2 separate regions of the Podarcis muralis genome follow, and region 1 is linked to region 2. Evidence: chromatin contacts called from public Hi-C data. All regions are on one chromosome and are shown on one strand. The core of a region is the stretch at or near the end of the contact, and the rest is flanking DNA. Distances in the headings are between cores, read along the strand shown. Region 1 holds the start of LIAS (lipoic acid synthetase). Region 2 holds the start of PDS5A (PDS5 cohesin associated factor A).

Evidence for each region. Hi-C and Micro-C count contacts between places; a contact is called where the count stands out from the background.
Region 1: a contact with region 2 is called in a Hi-C map of tail, with 2.8 times the contacts expected there. The contact joins the promoter of LIAS here to the promoter of PDS5A in region 2. A contact is called at or near these places in 2 of 3 Hi-C or Micro-C datasets (blood and tail).

Annotation. Positions count from the first base shown.
Region 1 is chr9:60,812,421-60,817,827 of rPodMur119.hap1.1, forward strand. LIAS (lipoic acid synthetase) reads right to left here and starts at 3,530. Exons shown (of 11, transcript XM_077934381.1): 1 at 3,396-3,530; 2 at 1,647-1,819; 3 at 1,404-1,497; 4 at 893-973. The coding sequence starts at 1,720. RPL9 (ribosomal protein L9) reads left to right here and starts at 3,461. Exons shown (of 8, transcript XM_028745257.2): 1 at 3,461-3,556; 2 at 4,928-4,980; 3 at 5,112-5,227. The coding sequence starts at 4,935.
Region 2 is chr9:60,647,421-60,652,727 of rPodMur119.hap1.1, forward strand. It overlaps PDS5A (PDS5 cohesin associated factor A), which reads left to right and starts at 1,414. Exons shown (of 34, transcript XM_077934377.1): 1 at 1,414-1,508; 2 at 2,823-2,993. The coding sequence starts at 1,494.

The sequences.
Region 1 (5,407 bases), core at 2,280-4,779, 170 kb after region 2:
CTTGCTGGAATACCATGAGATGAGACTCCGCAGGAGCAACCCAGTCAGATGGGTGGCATATAAATAAAATCATCATCATTTTCCAGATAATGTACAAGGCATCCTTAAGAGCCCTGGTTGCACGACTGCTTTCTAGAATGACAAAAGCAAAGACATGCAGTCCCTCTCACTCCATTCCCTTTATTCTCTGCAAATACCTCTGAGTAATACAGAAATGGAGGCAGTGAGAGATTTTACTTTCTTGGGCTCCATGATCACTGCAGATGGTGACAGGACGCCTGCTTCTTGGGAGAAAAGCAATGACAAACCTAGACAGCATCTTAAAAAGCAGAGACATCACCTTGCCAACAAAGGTCCGTATAGTTAAAGCCATGGTTTTCCCAGTAGTGATGTATGGAAGTGAGAGCTGGACCATAAAAAAGGCTGATCGCCGAAGAATTGATCACCTTTCGAATTATGGTGCTGGAGGAAACTCTTGAGAGTCCCATGGACTGCAAGAAGATCAAACCTCTCCATTCTTAAGGAAATCAGCCCTGAGTGCTCACTGGAAGGACAGATCCTGAAGCTGAGGCTCCAATACTTTGGCCACCTCATGAGAAGAGAAGACTCCCTGGAAAAGACCCTGATGCTGGGAAAGATGGAGGGCACAAGGAGAAGGGGACTACAGAGGACGAGATGGTTGGACAGTGTTCTCGAAGCTACCAGCATGAGTTTGACCAAACTGCGGGAGGCAGTGGAAGACAGGAGTGCCTGGCATGCTCTGGTCCATGGGGTCATGAAGAGTCAGACACGACTAAACGACTAAACAACAACAACAATACACAAGACAAATATGGGACAATTTTGATGTGCTGTTTCCAATAAGACCATCAGTTGTCAGTGGTCAGCTTACCATTATAGTCGCTGTAGCAGTAGCATATTTGCCCCCTCCCCAACACTCTCCGATGTTTGGACAACGCGCTTCCTCACACACCTACAGGCAATGAAATAGTTATTAACACTGTGAGAAGGACATAAAGTGCATTGGCTACAAGGAGTCTCACCACTGTAAAGCTAATGATGAGGTAAGTACTACTGTTACAATGAAAATTATTTCACATGGCAATACCCAATGAGGGTATTGCATGTTGGTACAACCCTGGTCTGCTCTCAAGCTGTTCAGGGAGGGTTTCAATGACAAAGAAAACAATGTGATAACTACTCCAGTGCAAGCTGCTATTGTAACTCTCTGGAAACAAAAGAAAAGTCATAAACACAACAGCTGGGCTCTAAACCTACGGAAGCAAGTCCACTGCAAAGGAATTTACTTTTAACTAAGTGTGCCTATGATGGGAACTTTAACTGCATAAACAACACTCAACAACACAGTAAATCATCTAGTACAATACAGGCATTAGAATTACCGTGTGGAGATTTAAATTTCTCAACGAATTCTTCAATTTGTTATAATTTTTTCCAATTGGAATCTCAGTTTTCAGCCATGGAGGAAGTCGCAGCCTATAAAAAAACCAAAAGCCGTACTTATTTTGCTTTAGCAGGTAATGTTTGTAAGTCTGAGAAATTAACTGACTTTCCACACAGCTGACCTATTTTGTAAACACATCGTTCTACTCATTCTAATGAGGTAATTAAGTTGCTTTAAATACCTTTCTCCTTTCTGACGCTTTAATTCGCCTTTATAGTCTGCCCACTTTGTTTTGTCTGAAAGTTCTCCAGACATAAAGTCTTGCAAATCAGGTCCATTTTGCAAAAGTCCCTTCTGCTCCTCTGGCAATGAGCTTGATGCTCTCCACTGTTTGTGCCGATTGCTTTCACAGGTCTAGGAAAAAGCATATGCACTTTTATTTCCAAATAACACATTTCCAAATAATTTATTAATTTTTTAAATCAAAAGTTACAACACAGCTTTGTCCCCTGCTATATTTGTGCACTTATTTCCAACTAATGAGGTATAAAAGCTTTATCCAGAAGCTGGAATTTGTAGATCATGGGTTGGAAGGGATCACAAGGGTCATCTAGTCCAACCCACTCACTGTGAAAAGTGAGATTACAGGGAACCTGGCAGAGGGCCTTCTTGGTGGCGGCGTCCGCCTTGTGGAACGCCCTCCCACCAGATGTCAAGGAAATGAACAACTATCTGACTTTTAGAAGACATCTGAAGGGAGCCCTGTTTAAGGAAGTTTTTTAAAAAAAAATAATAATTATTGGTTTTTCCATGTATAGATCCTCTAACAATATTCTCTAACAATTTTCCATATTCCCCCCTCACCTGGACTTCCCTCATATTCCCATTTTGTTTTATTTCCAAATTACTCACCCTCCGTGTTGTTTCTCAAAATTTTCCCAATACATATAGTCTTACTTTTTGTTATATACAATTGTTTTTGTTTATTCAAACCCTGCCAGTGAGTCCAATTCTTTATGATGTCTCTTCATATATGTTGTAAATGATTCCCATTCTCTTTTAAAATCTTTGTTATCCTTTTCATGTAATTTATCTGTTAATTTTGCCAGTTCTGCATATTCCATAAGTTTCCCTTGCCATTGTTCTTTTGTTGGTATTTCACTGAAGGCAGCCCTGTTTAGGGAAGCTTTCAGTTTAATAGGTCATTGTATTTTAGTGTTTTGTTGGAAGCCGCCCAGAGTGGCTGGGGAAACCCAGCCAGATGGGCGGGGTAGAAATAATAAATTATTATTGTTGTTGTTGTTGTTGTTGCTGTTATTTCTTCTGTCTTCCAAGCTTGTGCTAATATAATTCTTGCCGCTGTTGTTGCATACATAATTTCCATTTTTCTTTTTTTAAATCTTGATCTAGAATTCCTAGGAGGAATGCTTCTGGTTTCTTGGGAAGCTTTTAATGTTTGATGTTTTATTGTGTTTTTAGTGTTTTGTTGGGAGCCGCCCAGCGTGGCTGCGGAAACCTAGCCAGATGAGCGGGGTATAAATTATTATTATTATTATTATTATTATTATTATTATTATTATTATTAAGACCAGGGTTCGAATCCCCACTCGGCGGTGAAGCTCGCTGGGGGCGACCTTGCGGGCCAATGACTAATCGCTCCTTCGCCTAGCCTACCTCGCAGGGTTGATGTGCGAGGAGGGGAACCACGCAAACCGCCTTCCGCTCCTGGGGGGGGGTGTTAAAAGTGGCCTATAAATGCCATTAGCAAGTAAATAAATGATAATATTGGGGGCAGGGATTCTCCCAGAGGGAAGGTACCAGGGAAAAGGGCTACACACAAGCCTATCCCTCCTCCCCCCCATATGCTCACCAGCCTCCCCAGTGACGTCAGCCTCCTCAGGTTCTCCCGGGGGAAGCCTAGGTGGAGCAGAGCCATGTCGTCTCGACCCCGACTCCTTCCTCAGGCTCGATGTACTCGGCGCTCGCCTACCTTCCCCTTTCCTCCTGCCGTTTGGGCTCGGAGACGATTGCTGTCGCCTTCCGGCGCCTTGACGCCCCACCCCGCGGAACGCGCTGGCGTCACGCCGCACGGGGTTCAAGACCGTGGTGACGTACGACGCTCTTCCTTTCCTCCTCTCCGCGAACAAGGAGGTGAGGCCCGGCTTTCTTTTTTCCTGGCGAGGTGAGGGGCGGTATCCGGTTCCATCCGGGGCGCCGCGGCTGCCTCTTGCCCCGAGCGCCCCGCGGAGGCCGCGGGCAGGGCTCAGAGAATGAAACGGGCGTCGCTCCGAGGTTGGGTTCGGCGGGGGCTCCTGAGAGGGAGGCCTAGAAGCAGCCGCCCCCCCTTCCCCTCAACGGCTTTGGTCTCTCTCGCGCGCCCCGGCTTCGTGTGCGCCTGCGTAAACTGATGCCGGGTGAAGCGGGGGGGGGGTCCTCGTTTTTACGGCGCGCCCCTAAGAAGGCTGCTTTCGTGGCAGAGATTATTTCAGCGCAAAATTGCACGGCTGCTTTCTCAACCTTGCTTTTTATGTTGGATTACAAGTCCCGTCACGCTTCTCCACTGGCTGTGCTGGCTGGGAATTATGGGAGTTGTAGTTCAACGAGGTCTAGGGACCCAAGGCCAAGAAAGGCTGCAGGCTCTCTGCTTCAGCAGCGTTACTTTAAGGTTTCCCAGAGCTGAAAGTGCCGGTTTTGCTTCCTGCCTTCTGCAATAATATATAGTGGGGTTTTTTTGTCATGCCAGGGAGTTCTCGCTAGGCCTAGGAAAAGTTTAAGCCAGGGTGGCTGTCTGAATGTTGCTGCACTTCTCATTATTATCTCTTGCCATTGGACATGCTAGTAACATCTGGAGTGCCACAGCTTAGCCACCCCTGGTATAAGCACTGTGTGAAGAGGAGCATGCTTTTTATATGGCCTTTGAGATTGGTAATAGGAGTGGGAAGTGATGGTGGCAGGGGGAAGTATTGGTTAAAGCAGAACTTTCCAAGCACTGTCTTAACAAATTAGTGTGTTAGCTGCAGTGTGTTGGTGTGTCGCACGAACGCTCCCTGCACTCATTCCAGCGATGGAAAGGGGTTGGCTTAACCTCCAGTTTGCTAGTAAAACTGAATTACATTGTCACAAAATGATGCATGTCTAAAAAGTGTGAAACCAGCGTGAAAAGTTTGGAAAGCTCTGGGTTAAATCTTTTGCGGGGCCAATGCAGTTGATCATAATAGTTTTAGTAATATTTCTCCGTTTTGGGGGTGCTCTGTGGCAGTTTGTTTCCTGGGGTAAAATTCTAAAAGAACCTAAACAACTTCAATCCAAAGCTCAACAACTTCGGGGTAAAAATCCTAACAACTTTGGTTGGCCCTCACAGCCTTTCACTTCATCAAATTTGTCCCTCTTTGAAAAAAGTTTGGACACCACTGATCTAAATTGATGTTAAAGCCACAACACAAGGGTGTTGCAAAGGGTGTGGTCCAGGTGATATCAGTATCATGTTAAACCTGAAGTTTTTCATTTTGCTTTTCCTGTTAGATTTAAAATGAAGACCATTCTCAGTAACCAGACGGTCGACATCCCAGAAAAAGGTATGTGCATCCACTTGGATGTTTTTACTTTTGGTACTGCCTCACACCCCCCCCAATACCCCAAAATCTTTAATGTTCTTATCACTTGAAGTTGCTGTATGTTGTGCTAATGTTTAATTATCTTCATCCAGTCGAGGTTCGTTTGAAGGGACGGACAGTTATTGTCAAGGGCCCCAGAGGAACCCTGCGAAGGGACTTTAATCATATCAATGTGGAACTCTCTCTCTTGGGAAAGAAACGCAAGAAGGTGAGCAATTTGTGGGTATTGTGAGCGGTACTGTATATCATGTTTCTGCTGACAAGGGAAGCTGTTGGCCCTCTGCAATGTTTTCAGATTCCATGTTAGCTTTGTATTCTCAGTAATGGTTGCTGGGTTCTATGGCTAGAATTTCACGTTTGCTGGTAGATGTGTCAGTTTGTGAAGCAC
Region 2 (5,307 bases), core at 164-2,663:
CAACCTATAGGGACCACTTACCAGCGGGAAGGTAAACGGCGTTCCATGTGCTGCGCTGGCTCGCCGGATGCAGCTTGTCACGCTGGCCACGTGACCCGGAAGTGTCTGCGGACAGCGCTGGCCCCCGGCCTCTTGAGTGAGATGGGCGCACAACCCCAGAGTCTGTCAAGGCTGGCCCGTACGGGCAGGGGTACCTTTACCTTATATAGAGGTATATAGTGCATACACCTATAGGGGTATATTCAGCTACAGTACTTTATACTCAGAATAGCTGCATTCAAACTGATGGGCCCATGAAGCCTCTCCATTTCAACGGGTCTATTCTAGACTAGCCCTAGCATTGGACACAAGCAATAATGTCGCATTTGCAGAGGCAATTGGATGGCCCTCCATCTTGAACATGATTCAGTGGTTTACTCTGGAATAAATCCCACTGAGCTCCACAGGGACACACACACTCTGCACATAACATATTGCAGCAGCCTTAAAAACAAAACAAAGCATAAGAAAGCCGCTTTCAGGAGAGAAAACGGCCGGATCCTGCTCAGTTGACCCCAACTAAGGGAGAGCATATATAGCAGCGACACTCGGAAACATAGCGTGTCAGCGATGCTTTCACAACCTTGTTTAAAGTACACTTTGGGGGTAAAAAGGAGGCATACTTGAAAATAACTTTTTCTAAAACCCGAAACCTTTATTTTAGGAATCCAAGGTCCTGAAATCGCAAGTAAGCAGAAAAGACTATTCATGTATGCAACCACAGATGTTATTGGCCCAGAGATGGAAAGAAGATAAAGACCTGACCAGAGAAAAATGGCAGATCAAGTTGATGGATGATGGCGAAATGGCAAAAATGACTGGAAGAATAAAAAATCAGGAAGACCAAAATTTTAAAAAGAAGGGGGGAAATTAAGAGATTATTTTGAAATTAACTTGAATCAGGAGACAAACTTGAAAGTGGTATGAGATGCAAGTAAAGCAGTGATGAGGGGCTTTTTCATCCAACAAAATGCATATCAAAAGAAAGAAAGAGTTGAAAAAGCAACAACTTTTACAAGAAACAAAATTTTAATAAGGAATGGGGAAAGTTTATAATTTATCTTAAAAACCATCGTAAACACGTAAAACCGTTAGTGGGACTGGAACACTTGTGAATTTTGGACATAAGGGGAGATGTCAAAGATTTGGATCATCATAAAAGATGTGAGAGAAATGATTAACAATAGGACCCACAAAGGGGAGGAGGAGATTATTTGGAATCTTGTATGTTGGCTATGTGATTTTAAGACTTTAATCTGAAAACCAAGTAAATAAATTTTTATATATCTAAAAAAAGAGGCGCACTTGGCCCCTCCAGCTATTCCTACAGGGCTGCGGGCCGCCTCACGGCAGCGCCTGGTTTTGGCGCCAAACGAGTTGCCTCAGCCTTCGGCGCCAGCGCGCGCGCGCACGACCCGGGAGCAGCAAACCGTGAGGGCAAACCGGTCGTCGGCATGGGACTTCGGCGGGTAGGTACAGGCAGAGCCGCACACCTTTGGGCTCCCTCAGGCTCCGCGGAAACGCGAGGCGGTTTTCGGAGAAGCCGGTATAGTGGGGGCGGCGGCGGCCGACTCTCCTCCTCCTCCTCCTCCTGGGCTGCTCTTCCTCAGGCCGGCCAGGGAGCGGCGCTGCTTCCCCGCGGGCGAGGCGGCCGAGCCAGGCGCACGCTCTGCCCGAGCCCTCCTTCCCTGAGAGCCTGAGCAGCCGCCGCCGGGACTGAGGCCGCCGCCGCCGCCGCGGTGGGGGGAGGGAAGGCGAGCGAGTCGCCGAGGCAGGGCGCCGGCCGTCGTCGTCGTCTTCGGAGCGAGAGCGGCAGCCCCTTCCCGCGCCTCCCTCCACGGCTCCAGCCGCCCCCGGAGGCCGCTCGATGCTGCACCTTCCGGAGCTGCATGAGGTAAAAAAAAAGGCGGGCGGGCGAGCCAGAGAGCGAGGCGGCCGCCCCTGGGGTCCGGGTCTCTTGTTGCTGCCGCTGCCGCCGCTTGCTCATCGCCTTCCTCCCCGGCTCTCCCCGCCGGCGTGGCGCGTTTCGACCAGCCGGGAAGACCCTCTGGGCCGGAGGCGGGCGTTCACACGAGGCGAGGGGCTGCAGGAGGGGGTCCTGAGGTGGAAGTTGAGAGAAGTGGATGGAGAGTGGCCTGCGCCCTCCCCTGAGGGAAGCAGCGCCGTCCCTGAGGCGGGGAGGCCAGGCCCGGCCAGGGAGGGAAAGAGTTTTAAGATTTGGCTGGGCGGGGGGAATATGGGGTGGCCGGCTGGGGCTGCGTTGTTTTCGGGGTCCCCCCTCCGCCTGACTCCCTTTCCTCCTCCTCCTCCTCCGGTCGGCTTCCCCGTCTCCTGATAGTTTTGAGGCCTAACTGTTTAGGCCTCGCCTCCTGGCTTCGGTGGAAGAAGTGCCTGTCTCGGGATCGGCTCTATTTTTCTCTCCTCTCCGCAGACCCGTTTCTCGCCCGGGCGCGGAGAGGCGATCTTTCCGTCTTTTCTTTATTTTTTGTTTTTTGTTTTAAAAAATGTTAACATTTCATTGTGAACCGCGAGGCAGCCAAAGTAATCGTGTTGGGCTTCGGAGCAGCCGCCCAATGAAAGGGGAAGGGAGGGAGAGCGCCGGGCTGGACCTGGCGTGGGGATCCGGGGAGACCCCGGTCAGGCGGACTTTAAGCCCTGGGCCTCGCCGCTGCGAAACACAGGGGCCTTCTTTTGAATCGAGGTTTAGAAATGGGGGAGGGAAGGGGAAAAAAGGTTCGGAAAGTCGCCTCTATTCCGCTGAACTTTTGTTTTCTGACCGATAGGGGCCGGTAGAGGACTGTGGAGAAGGAAACTTTATAACCAGCAGCACTAGGATGGATTTCCCATCCACCCAACCAAAGCCTCCTGCCGACGGCAAAATCATCTTCTACCCTCCTGGAGTTAAGGAGATCACAGATAAAATAACGAACGATGAAGTAGTCAAACGTTTGAAGGTAAGATGTTGTTCTTCATTTTAAAATACACCCTTCATCAGGTTTTCTTCTGCGCTCTTCCCATTGCTCTTTCTCCCACCCATTGTCTTACTGGCTTTGAGCAAGCGAAAGATTTGAGATGTTATTGTCACAGTGATTCATCTTGCTTTGTTGCTTAAGGATTGCGCTGTTGTTTTACTCTTGCATCTGCAGCGTTACTTTCATTTTCAAGAGTGTTGTGGGATGCCAGTATGATTTTTTGGAGATAGGACACTTATGATCCTTAAAGCTAGTAGAAAAATCTCTAAAGTTTAAAGGCGAGAGGAGACTGTTTATATAACTTTTAAGAACTCTTGTTCTATTTTTTTCAGAAATGTGGCATAGCTCAAGCATTGCTTGGTTGACAAACTGTTACATAAAATTATCTCTAGTTCCTGTTGATTGTAAAATAGCTGTTTTTCACAAAGTCACTATAATCTTTTGAGATGCTGATGGGATACGTTTAGGAATGCTTTATATGCTGTCACATCTAAGGAAGTAATTGCTGAATGTAGATGTTCTTGAATCATATATTGGGGCTCCACAGATCTCTTCACAGCCTTGCCAATGACAGCTACTCTTCCCAAAGTTTCTGATCAGTTGCAGTTAATATTGGGAAGGTGAACAATGAATCTTCCTGCTTATTTTTGTAGCGTCCCCCCCCCCTTCTGCAAAAGCCTGTTTGGTGTTGGGATGTCACACACTTCACTAAAGAGAGTGGGAAGTAAGGGTGAGATCATTCATTGAAAGGCTAAAGGAAAGATCATTGATGGATTGCCATAGGAATGTTGGTAAGGAAGCAGGGTCTTGGTTCTTATGTCAACCAGGATGCAATCCAGTGGAGCCTTTAGCTCCAGTGAAGAGGGATGCATGAGCTTGGTTATCAAGGCAACTGGACATGTAAGCATTCTGCTTCCCTAAGAAGGGAAAGATTGACAGTGGTTTGGGCAATTGAGTTGTAGTCCTCTGGACCTACAAGCTCTGGGAAACTTTCAGGCGTTAGGGTTCTGGGAAGGCAACATGTCAGTTTCATTAACACACTGTGAGTAGATTTATTTATTGATTGTAGTTTTAATGTGAGTCTATTCTTACATTGCAACAGTGAAAGACTGCAATAGCCATAAGAAACAAACACTGTGTATATTATGTCATCATGGTAATGTCTCCCTTTGCACAGTTGTCTGGTCAGGATTTTGGTAGTAGTTCATGTATATCCAAGTGCTGTCATAGTTAATACTATATTATAGTTAATACTATATTAGAAGGAAACCAATATGTTTCACCCCGGCACCATCATTTGAAGTTTTGCTTGAATTCTGTTTTGCCCATACTGTATTCTGAAAAGTTTTGAGAGAGCTGCCAATGAGGTAGTTGTGGCAAACGGAAGAGAAAACACTATCTTGTCATTAGTTACAGATTACATGACAGTGAAATGTGTAGTTTGTATGTTTCAGTTTGGTTTTAATTAATCCCAAATAAGTATATTTCAAAATAGAAACCATGGGTTTGTCCTGACCGCCTTTTAAACAATTAAATTAACTTGTAACAGAATAGTCTGCAAAGCTGGAGCAAATACAGATGCTTAAAATGACAGTTGGTCTTACATTCATATTGTAGCTATTGTTTATCAGTATCTTCTGTTAATGTTGTAGTTGGACACTTTAACTAGGTAGCATTACTGTGCTTGCATGTCTCTTGAAAGTGGCCCTGAAGTTTAGCTCTTGTATCATCTTGTTGCTAATGCTGATCCTCTTCCACTCTTCAACAGTTTACAGTATCTTTGGCATGTTGTCTGGTTTCCATACTAATTTTGGACAAGTGGGGGAGTTTTCTGGTGAAGTTAAAGTGTTTCTATGTCTTTCCTGCAAAGGTCTGCTGTGTTGGCTCCTTCCATAATTTTTAACTCATGATAAAATTATTAGTTCTCTACTTAGCAACCTGCTAAGATGTGTGTTTGTGTGTGTTTTAAATAAATTTCCTTTTGCTGAGCCTGTGGTTCTAATATAACTGTGGCCTGACTTACTATGTTCCCTTTCCCAAGGGCAATGAAATTTTGATCCCTAAGGGCAATGAAATTTTGATCCCTATATGTCCAGGTTCAGCCAATAATTCTGAAGTTTAATTTAGACTGGACATGAGCCATGGCAAGACTTGGCTGACTTGCTTTCTCTCTGTTCTGCCCTTCCTTTGCACATAAGAGGAGAGTGGAAGCTGCAGGTGGAGAGCCAATATGTTGTGGTGGTTAATGTGTCATATTTGGGCTAAGTTCAAATTCCCACTCAGTGACCTTGGGTCA